2 separate regions of the Anas platyrhynchos genome follow, and region 2 is linked to region 1. Evidence: chromatin contacts called from public Hi-C data. All regions are on one chromosome and are shown on one strand. The core of a region is the stretch at or near the end of the contact, and the rest is flanking DNA. Distances in the headings are between cores, read along the strand shown. Region 1 holds the start of CCDC85C (coiled-coil domain containing 85C). Region 2 overlaps CCDC85C (coiled-coil domain containing 85C).

Region 1 (3,327 bases), core at 301-2,800:
CCGCAGAGCCCTGTGACCACCGCCACCACCCCACATACACATGGGTGCTCCTCCCCACACCACCACCCCCAGCTGCTCTGCCAGAGCACCCTGGGGCCACCAAGGATGGGTAGGGCTGGGGATGGCAAGGACCACGACATCCCTCACACCCTTGCCAAGGGGGCTAGGCACGCTGAGAGGAGGTGGGCACAGGGCGGGACCAGCAGCACCTGCAGCCAGCAGGGCTACGAGGAGGGGAACAAGCTCACCGTTGAGACCATTGGGGATGCTCCGGTGGTGGAGAGGCGCAGACAGGTCGTCCATAGACCTCCGCATGGCCCCGGCCTTGCTGTCACCGGCCTTGTGGTGGTGGAGGTGGTGGTGATGGTGGTCAGGGCTGCCCGCGCTGCCCGTGCTGGAGGTGCTGCTCCCGTCCCCCACGTCCCTGGTGGCCGAGCCGCCGTTGAGGTTGGTCAGGCTGGCCTGGCTGTCGATGGAGCTCCGCGAGCCGGCCCCGCTCCGCTCCTCGTCCAGCATGAGCACCATCTCCTTCAGCTCCACATTCTCCCGCAGGAGGGTCTCCTGCCTCGCCTCCAGGTCCTTCAGCTTCTGCTGGTACATGCCCACCTCCTTCCACATCACACTGGCCGTGTGCCTCCCGAAGCGCTGCCATTCCCTCGACAGCTTCTTGCCTTTCTGCCGGTCGTCGTCCAGGAAGCAGCAGAGCTCCCGCAGCTCCTGGTTGTCGTCCTGCAACTTCTGGTTGACCTCCTTCAGCCCGCGGATCTCGTGCAGGTGGAGCTGCAGCCGCCGGTTCACGTCCTTCATCAAGTTGCCGTGTTCCACCATTAAGTTCATCTTTTCATTCTCCACTTTCCTCAGTCTTTTCACCAGCTCCTCCTTGCTCCACCTCAGCATCTCCTCCTCCGAAATTTTGCTCAGGTCCTCTTTGGACCCTTCCAGGGGATTTTTTGCCATCATCTGTGCTCAGGCAGCGTCCGTTCCGACACGTAACAAACGGGGTTCGGGTAATTCGGATTATTTTTGTTCACCTGATTTCCTGGGACTACGATTCACTGCAGCATCCTGGGGAAGAAATATTATAGTTCCCCGCGGAGAGCCGGACAAGGAAGCACAGCAAAGCCAGACTGGAAGATCTTCTCCCCCGCAGATCCCATAATAAAAAAACAACCCAGATTGGAGGGGGAAAAAAAAAATGATGAAAAAAAAAAAAAAAAAGACGCCCCCCCCCCCAAGGGGGCTGCGGGGAACGGGCACCCCCGGGCTTAGCCTCCGCAGGGGATCGCCCAACTCACCCCGGGTGCACCGAGCCCGGCGGCCGGCCCCGTCCCCGGGGGGCTCCGTCCACTTGTTCGCCCCCTGCAGCCCCGCGGGGCTGAGCCCGGCGCGGTGGCGGCGGCTGCTGCCGGTGCGGCGGTGCCGAGGGAGCGCAGAGGGAGCCGGCGCCTTCCCGGAACGGCTCGGCCCTGGGCACGGAGGGGACGGGCGGCAGCGCCGGGGCTGGTCCCACCTCCTGCCGGCCGCGGCCCTGCCCCAGCCGAGCGGAGGAGGAGGAGGAGGAGGAGGAGGAGGAGGAGGAGGAGGAGGAGGCGAGCACCGCCCTCCCCCCGTGCCCCATTGGCTGCAGGGCCGGGCCGGGCCGTGCCGAGCCGGGCCCCGAGCGCCGCGCCCCGCCGCCGGCTCGGGTTACCGGGGCCGCGGGCAGGTACAAAGGGACGGCGCCGCCTCCCCTCCCCGTTCGCCTATTTTATTTTTTTTTTCACCCCCTTTTTATTTTTTTTATTTTTTATTTTTTTTTCCCGGGAAGTAGCAGGCCCGGGAAGGGTGGGGTTGGCCATGCAGGAAAACGAGCCCGCCCGGTCCCGGTCCCGGTCCCGGTCCCCTCTCCCGGCCCCCTCTCCCGGCCCGGCTTCGTGCCCGGGTCCCCACGCTGCAGGTTGAGCCTCGGCCTCCTCTCCGCACCCCGGGGCCGTCGTGAGCCCTCAGCCCCCGGGGGCAGCACCGGTTCCCCACTGAGATCTGCCCCGGTTCTGGTGGCCCGGGTGCAGGTGTGCTCGTGTCGCTTGGGACAGAACCAGGGAAAGGGTGCAGAAAGTTCACCGAGCGGATTCCCTAGGCGACGCATAGGCAGATTTCCTATATCCTCGCATCACATCCCCTTGACTTTTACTCTAATGCACTTTTCCTTGGAATACGCTGTGAGCTGCTTTTGGCCGGCATCGTGTTGTAGAAATGAAAGATGCACCAGGACAGGGCAGCGCTGCCAGCTGTTTCCCACATGAGAATCCTCAGAAAGCCCCAGGGAATCGGCAGCTTTGTGTTCCCAAGGAGCCTTGGTAAACGATTTGACTCCAGGGTTAATTCAGTGCAACCTCAAATTTGTGACCGCACCGAGAGCTGGTCCAAGCCACCCTCTAGCAATAAAGAAGCATCAAATCCAGTGCCGGAGCGTGGGACACAGAGCAGATGGCCTGTGTGTGGAGGGAGCATCACCGCGACTTCTGCCTTTTGGTGTTGCCTTCCTAAGCCGAAGTAAAGCTGCATTTCTCAGATGCTGTTTCTTCTGCATGAGTCTGTGCTGGTTGGTTTGTGAGCCCAGACATACCCTTGGCAAACTAGGACAGGTGCCAGTTCCCCGCTGAAGTACAACAGCACTTCCCTTCTTCTGGTGGAGTTCATCCCCTCCATGGACACTCCTTGCCCTTCTCCTCTCCCAGTGCAGCTTTATTAACAAAAAGGGAGCAGTAGCTTGGGACCAGTCACTTTGTGTGAGATGCCTGTGGTCAACCACTGGTAACACGCCTTACAGACGTGGAGATGTGAAGACAATCGTCCCCTAGTGCACACAAACCAAGGTAATTCCCTGAGGAGGAAGCAACCAAAATACCCTTGTGCGGGTGAGCGCTGAGGCCTGCCTGCTGCCTTTGGAGGAGTTTGCTCCCCACAGATTTGGGAGCTGGGTGAGGTGGCTGAAGAGCTGTCTTGCCTGCCTGGGAAATGAAGGAGAAAAGTGTGATTTCATGCTGTGAATTCACCGCTGTGGCAGGGTCAGCCCTTGGGATGCGGAAATCAGCAGGTGTCTGCGCACCACCTTGTGCCTTGGAGAGGTCACTTTTCCCCGGGTCCCTCAGGCCTGGAGCAGGTCTGCTCCTGCCTCCCTGTGACAGGTCCCAGATGTGGGGGTACCCACACAGGGGGGCCACCACCAACCAGCTGCAGAACCAGGCCGTGTCGTGACTCCTGCCTCCCACCGCCCCAGCCAGGCCGCTGGGAGGTGACACCCCTCGTAACGGGGCACGCTGCCGTGCCTCAGGACTGCACCGCGTC
Region 2 (3,633 bases), core at 994-3,493, 85 kb before region 1:
CTGGTGGCAGCCTCCAGCCCAAAGCAGAAAACAAACTGGATAAAAGCAGCCCCAGAAGCCAAAGAGGATCACCGAAGCAACAGCTCTGGTGTCAGAAGGAAACTCCAAAGGCTACAAATACGGCCAAAGATCCTTTTTAATCTGACACCAAAAAAATGAGGAGCAGAGGCCTGAAGTGCCGCTGCTGGAGAACATCTGCGGCTGCCGCGCATCGAGCACGATGGCACTGCCATCAGGCCACGCTGCCTAATGAGGCCGAGCTGGCTCCGTCTAGCTGCGTGGGATGCGGTCCAGCACAGATGCTGAAAAGCCCCGCGGTCGATGCTCCATTCTTCCTACATATCTGGAGGAACAAAATTAATAAGAGCGTAACTGCGCACACTGGGAACTCCCGATAATGGCACACCTCCACAGAGGCAAAATAAGGCTTAAAATATGAACGTTTCTTAATAATAATGGGAATACTCCGGGATCCAAGAAGAAAAGAGTCTAACTGGGGATGACAGGTGCCTGTTCTTTTATAGGTTTTGGTTTGGAAATCTCAAAGAGGAACAATGAAATTGCAATAAACAATTTCTCCTTGATTCCTCCAGGGATCTGAAAAGACACAAGACCTTGGTCCTGACATCAGTTTTCAATCTCCTTCTCCTCAATTATATTCTGTGCTTTAATGACATCCTCTCCTATCTCAGCTCCAGGAGAGCTATTCCTGCTCTTCAGAAAAGCTGCAAAAAGAGAACTAAGTTTCAAAACCCAGAGGAAAGTGGCATGCTGACAGCTTCACCAGCAGCCACTGCCCAGGCACTGAGACCCAAAGTGGGGCATATGGGCAAACATCAGTGCTTCTGAACCTCATATCTTCTTCTTTTAATTTTTGTCCATGATTTCCTAAAACAGGCAGACGTTTAGGGTTCAAATGCGATTAAACACACCGCAATGTTCTAATGGCGTACCTCAGACAGTGTTACAGCTAAATGGAATCATATTAGAAGTTTTTATTGCCGAGGCAGAACAAGGAAAATTACATTATAAGCAGGCCCTGCCAGACAACTCGCAATAAAATTCCCAGGCATGAAGATTTATCTCACGGTGGCTTTGTGTGCAGCCTACTTACCCAGGTTGGAATTAAGGTTGGGCCCTTCTCTAGCTCTCATCGCCATCCAGGTGCTGTACATCAATCAAGGTGCCCACGCTGCTCTGTAAATTGGGAACCGCTGAGGGACGGGTAAGCAGTGAGGCAGTGGCAACACGCCCACAGCCACGTGGGACGCAGGTGGCAGAGGCAGGCCGAACATGGAAAGTCTTCTCTGCCAGTTCCTCTGCAAACCACGCTGCCAAATGCTGTATGCCTGAGCACAGGACACCCTTGCCACAGCCAGGGAGTGCCCAGCTCTGCTGCGTGCCCAGGCTGCCTGGCAGATGACCCGAAGGCACGGCGACACTTGGTTATCTCCATTATTAGGTGCCTGCTGTGCAGAAAGCCTGCTGGCATCCAGTCCTAACCAAGCGGTCCCTCCTTGTGCATGTAAGTGGCCGCGTGGTCCCGTGTTCCCAAATCCCTAGTCGGCTGTGTTGTACTGACTGCTGGGACACCCTGCCACCAGAGACGTGAGCAGAGACAAGTGCAGACAGACACAGCTCCCCAGCACAGCACCGTCCTGCTGGTCCTGGCCACCAGCGGGACTGAGTGCAGGAGTGCTTCCCATTAGCATCTCCCCTATCAAATGGAGGGACTTTATTGCAGATGCTAATCTCCTTCAGCATGACTTAATTTGCTCCCTTTAATCATGGAAAGCAGCTGGTCATGGAGATGTACAAATCCATGAATTAACCACTGGATAACCGGCACGGGAGCCGGGCTGTGCCTGCACTGCACAGCCATCCCGCCGGACAGTGTGCATCTTCGGGGCCTCCACCAAGCTCACAGAAATCTGCTTCAGCAACCCAAAGTGCTTACACGGCCCTTTTGATTAACAGAGAAACCATTTAACTGCTTCGTTGCTTTCTGAGCACAAACATCGAGGACAAAAGAAGAGCTGTCCTCCCGGCAGGCAGGGCACCCCACTCGCTGCAGGGGCTGTGCAGGGGCACCGAGGGGAAGGGAGGCTTTCAGGGCCTGCTGAGACCGAATAAACAAAGCCAGGGCGTTGTTTGCCGCTAGGTCAGCATCTACAAACAGGAAGGGCGTCTGTTATCAGCCCCACACCAACAGTGCAGCTCCAGCCCTAGGAAACTCCTCGGTGCCTGCGAGCTGCTGAGGCAGCTTCCTCCGGCTGCGGGTACGAAGGGAGAGCAATTGTCCTTTGGTGTACGCCGTCAAAAAGCACCACTGCCAGCTTCAGCTGCCCCCCAGGCTACGAAATTATTACTGACGTGACAGATTGGGAGCACTTTCAGCCCGTAACCACCTGACAGAAACAAAGAGAAGTGCTCTGGACAGAACAAGCCCACGCTGCACCCACGGACGGAGTGCACTAACTGCAGCTGACTCACAGGGGCACTGTCAGCACAACTATTTGGAGAGGTGCTGGCTCTCTCACCAGAGGAACATCAAGCACACTGGATTTCAGAAGGAAGCAGTGGGTATTTTTAAGACTTCCCTGCCTTTGAAGCACATCCCCTGCTTTGGGGATGGCCCAGCTAGGAATGTCCAGGTGGGCAGAGGATGACTTGCAGGTGCCACTTGTCCCCATGGCCACAACCCTCCTCCAAGGTCTCCACCTCAGCTTGGCTGCTCCATTGCTGGTGAAGCAGCCTGCTCCGAGGTCTTTGGGCATGAGGGTCTGCAGAGCCCCTGCATTTAGCCCAGACCCACTGATGGCCCCACAGTTAATGCACGTGGCAGTGAAGGTGAGAATGCAGAGCAGAGCATCAGAACACCAATTGTTCCCACCTCCCGCAGTTACCTGTACTGGTGGATGACGGATCAGGACTGTCAGCGTCAATTTTGCTCATCAAATCCCCAAACTTTGTCACTGCCCAACTTTGTGCTGGTTGGCTGCTGGGGGCAAAAAAGCCACCCACTGCTCAGAGACCCCACAACAGCATCTGACGAAGGGCGGCCGCCTTTCAAAACGCATTGGCTTGTTCTCAGCCACTCGTAGTACACTCTGAAGTTTCACAATGGCCCTCCCCAGGCTGCGAATTCTGCCTCTCCCCCCACAGACCTTTCATTTTTATTTTCCCTCCCGCAGCCTATTGCCGCAGCAGCAATAGGGCCGCTGTGAATCTCTGCCTTTGTCTGCTCGGCGGCAGCAGCACGGCGGTGCCAGCGGGAAGGAGCTGCCTCCTGCCATTGTTCCCCCGTGCCCACAGAGGCAGCCTGGCCTGGGGAGGGTGATCGGTGGCCCCGGCAGGGTGTCCTCCTCCGGCACACCCAGCGGGAGCAGCGAAACCCACAGGGCTCCTCCGGGTGCTGCCGCTGGCCACCAGCCCCGGCGCGATGGGAGCTGTCATCTTTAGCTGTTTCAAACCTGTTTTTAAAAGCCAAGCTGGCTCTAAGAAGCCAGTCCAACTCTCCTCCCGGAGGGGAATGGATTTACTCCCACGCGAGCCATGGGAGGGATGAGCAAACCTGCCCCAGGTGCCCCCCGCCAGGACCGGGCTTGGGCCACAGCCACGCTCCCCCTGCTC

Evidence for each region. Hi-C and Micro-C count contacts between places; a contact is called where the count stands out from the background.
Region 2: a contact with region 1 is called in a Hi-C map of subcutaneous adipose tissue, with 2.7 times the contacts expected there. The contact joins the enhancer-like site here to the promoter of CCDC85C in region 1. A contact is called at or near these places in 4 of 8 Hi-C or Micro-C datasets (liver, skeletal muscle and subcutaneous adipose tissue).

The regions. Positions count from the first base shown.
Region 1 is chr5:13,029,059-13,032,385 of IASCAAS_PekinDuck_T2T, reverse strand. It overlaps CCDC85C (coiled-coil domain containing 85C), which reads right to left and starts at 1,550. Exons shown (of 8, transcript XM_072038310.1): 1 at 1,296-1,550; 2 at 249-1,136. The coding sequence starts at 960.
Region 2 is chr5:13,114,446-13,118,078 of IASCAAS_PekinDuck_T2T, reverse strand. The region is part of intron 5 of CCDC85C (coiled-coil domain containing 85C); the gene reads right to left. Among named protein-coding and RNA genes, the nearest start is that of CCNK, 35 kb to the left of the region's middle. Within about 2 kb of position 2,243, at least 2 of the 8 cell types and tissues checked have an H3K27ac peak or open chromatin away from gene starts, as enhancers often do. A contact at or near this core is called in subcutaneous adipose tissue, where this site is marked.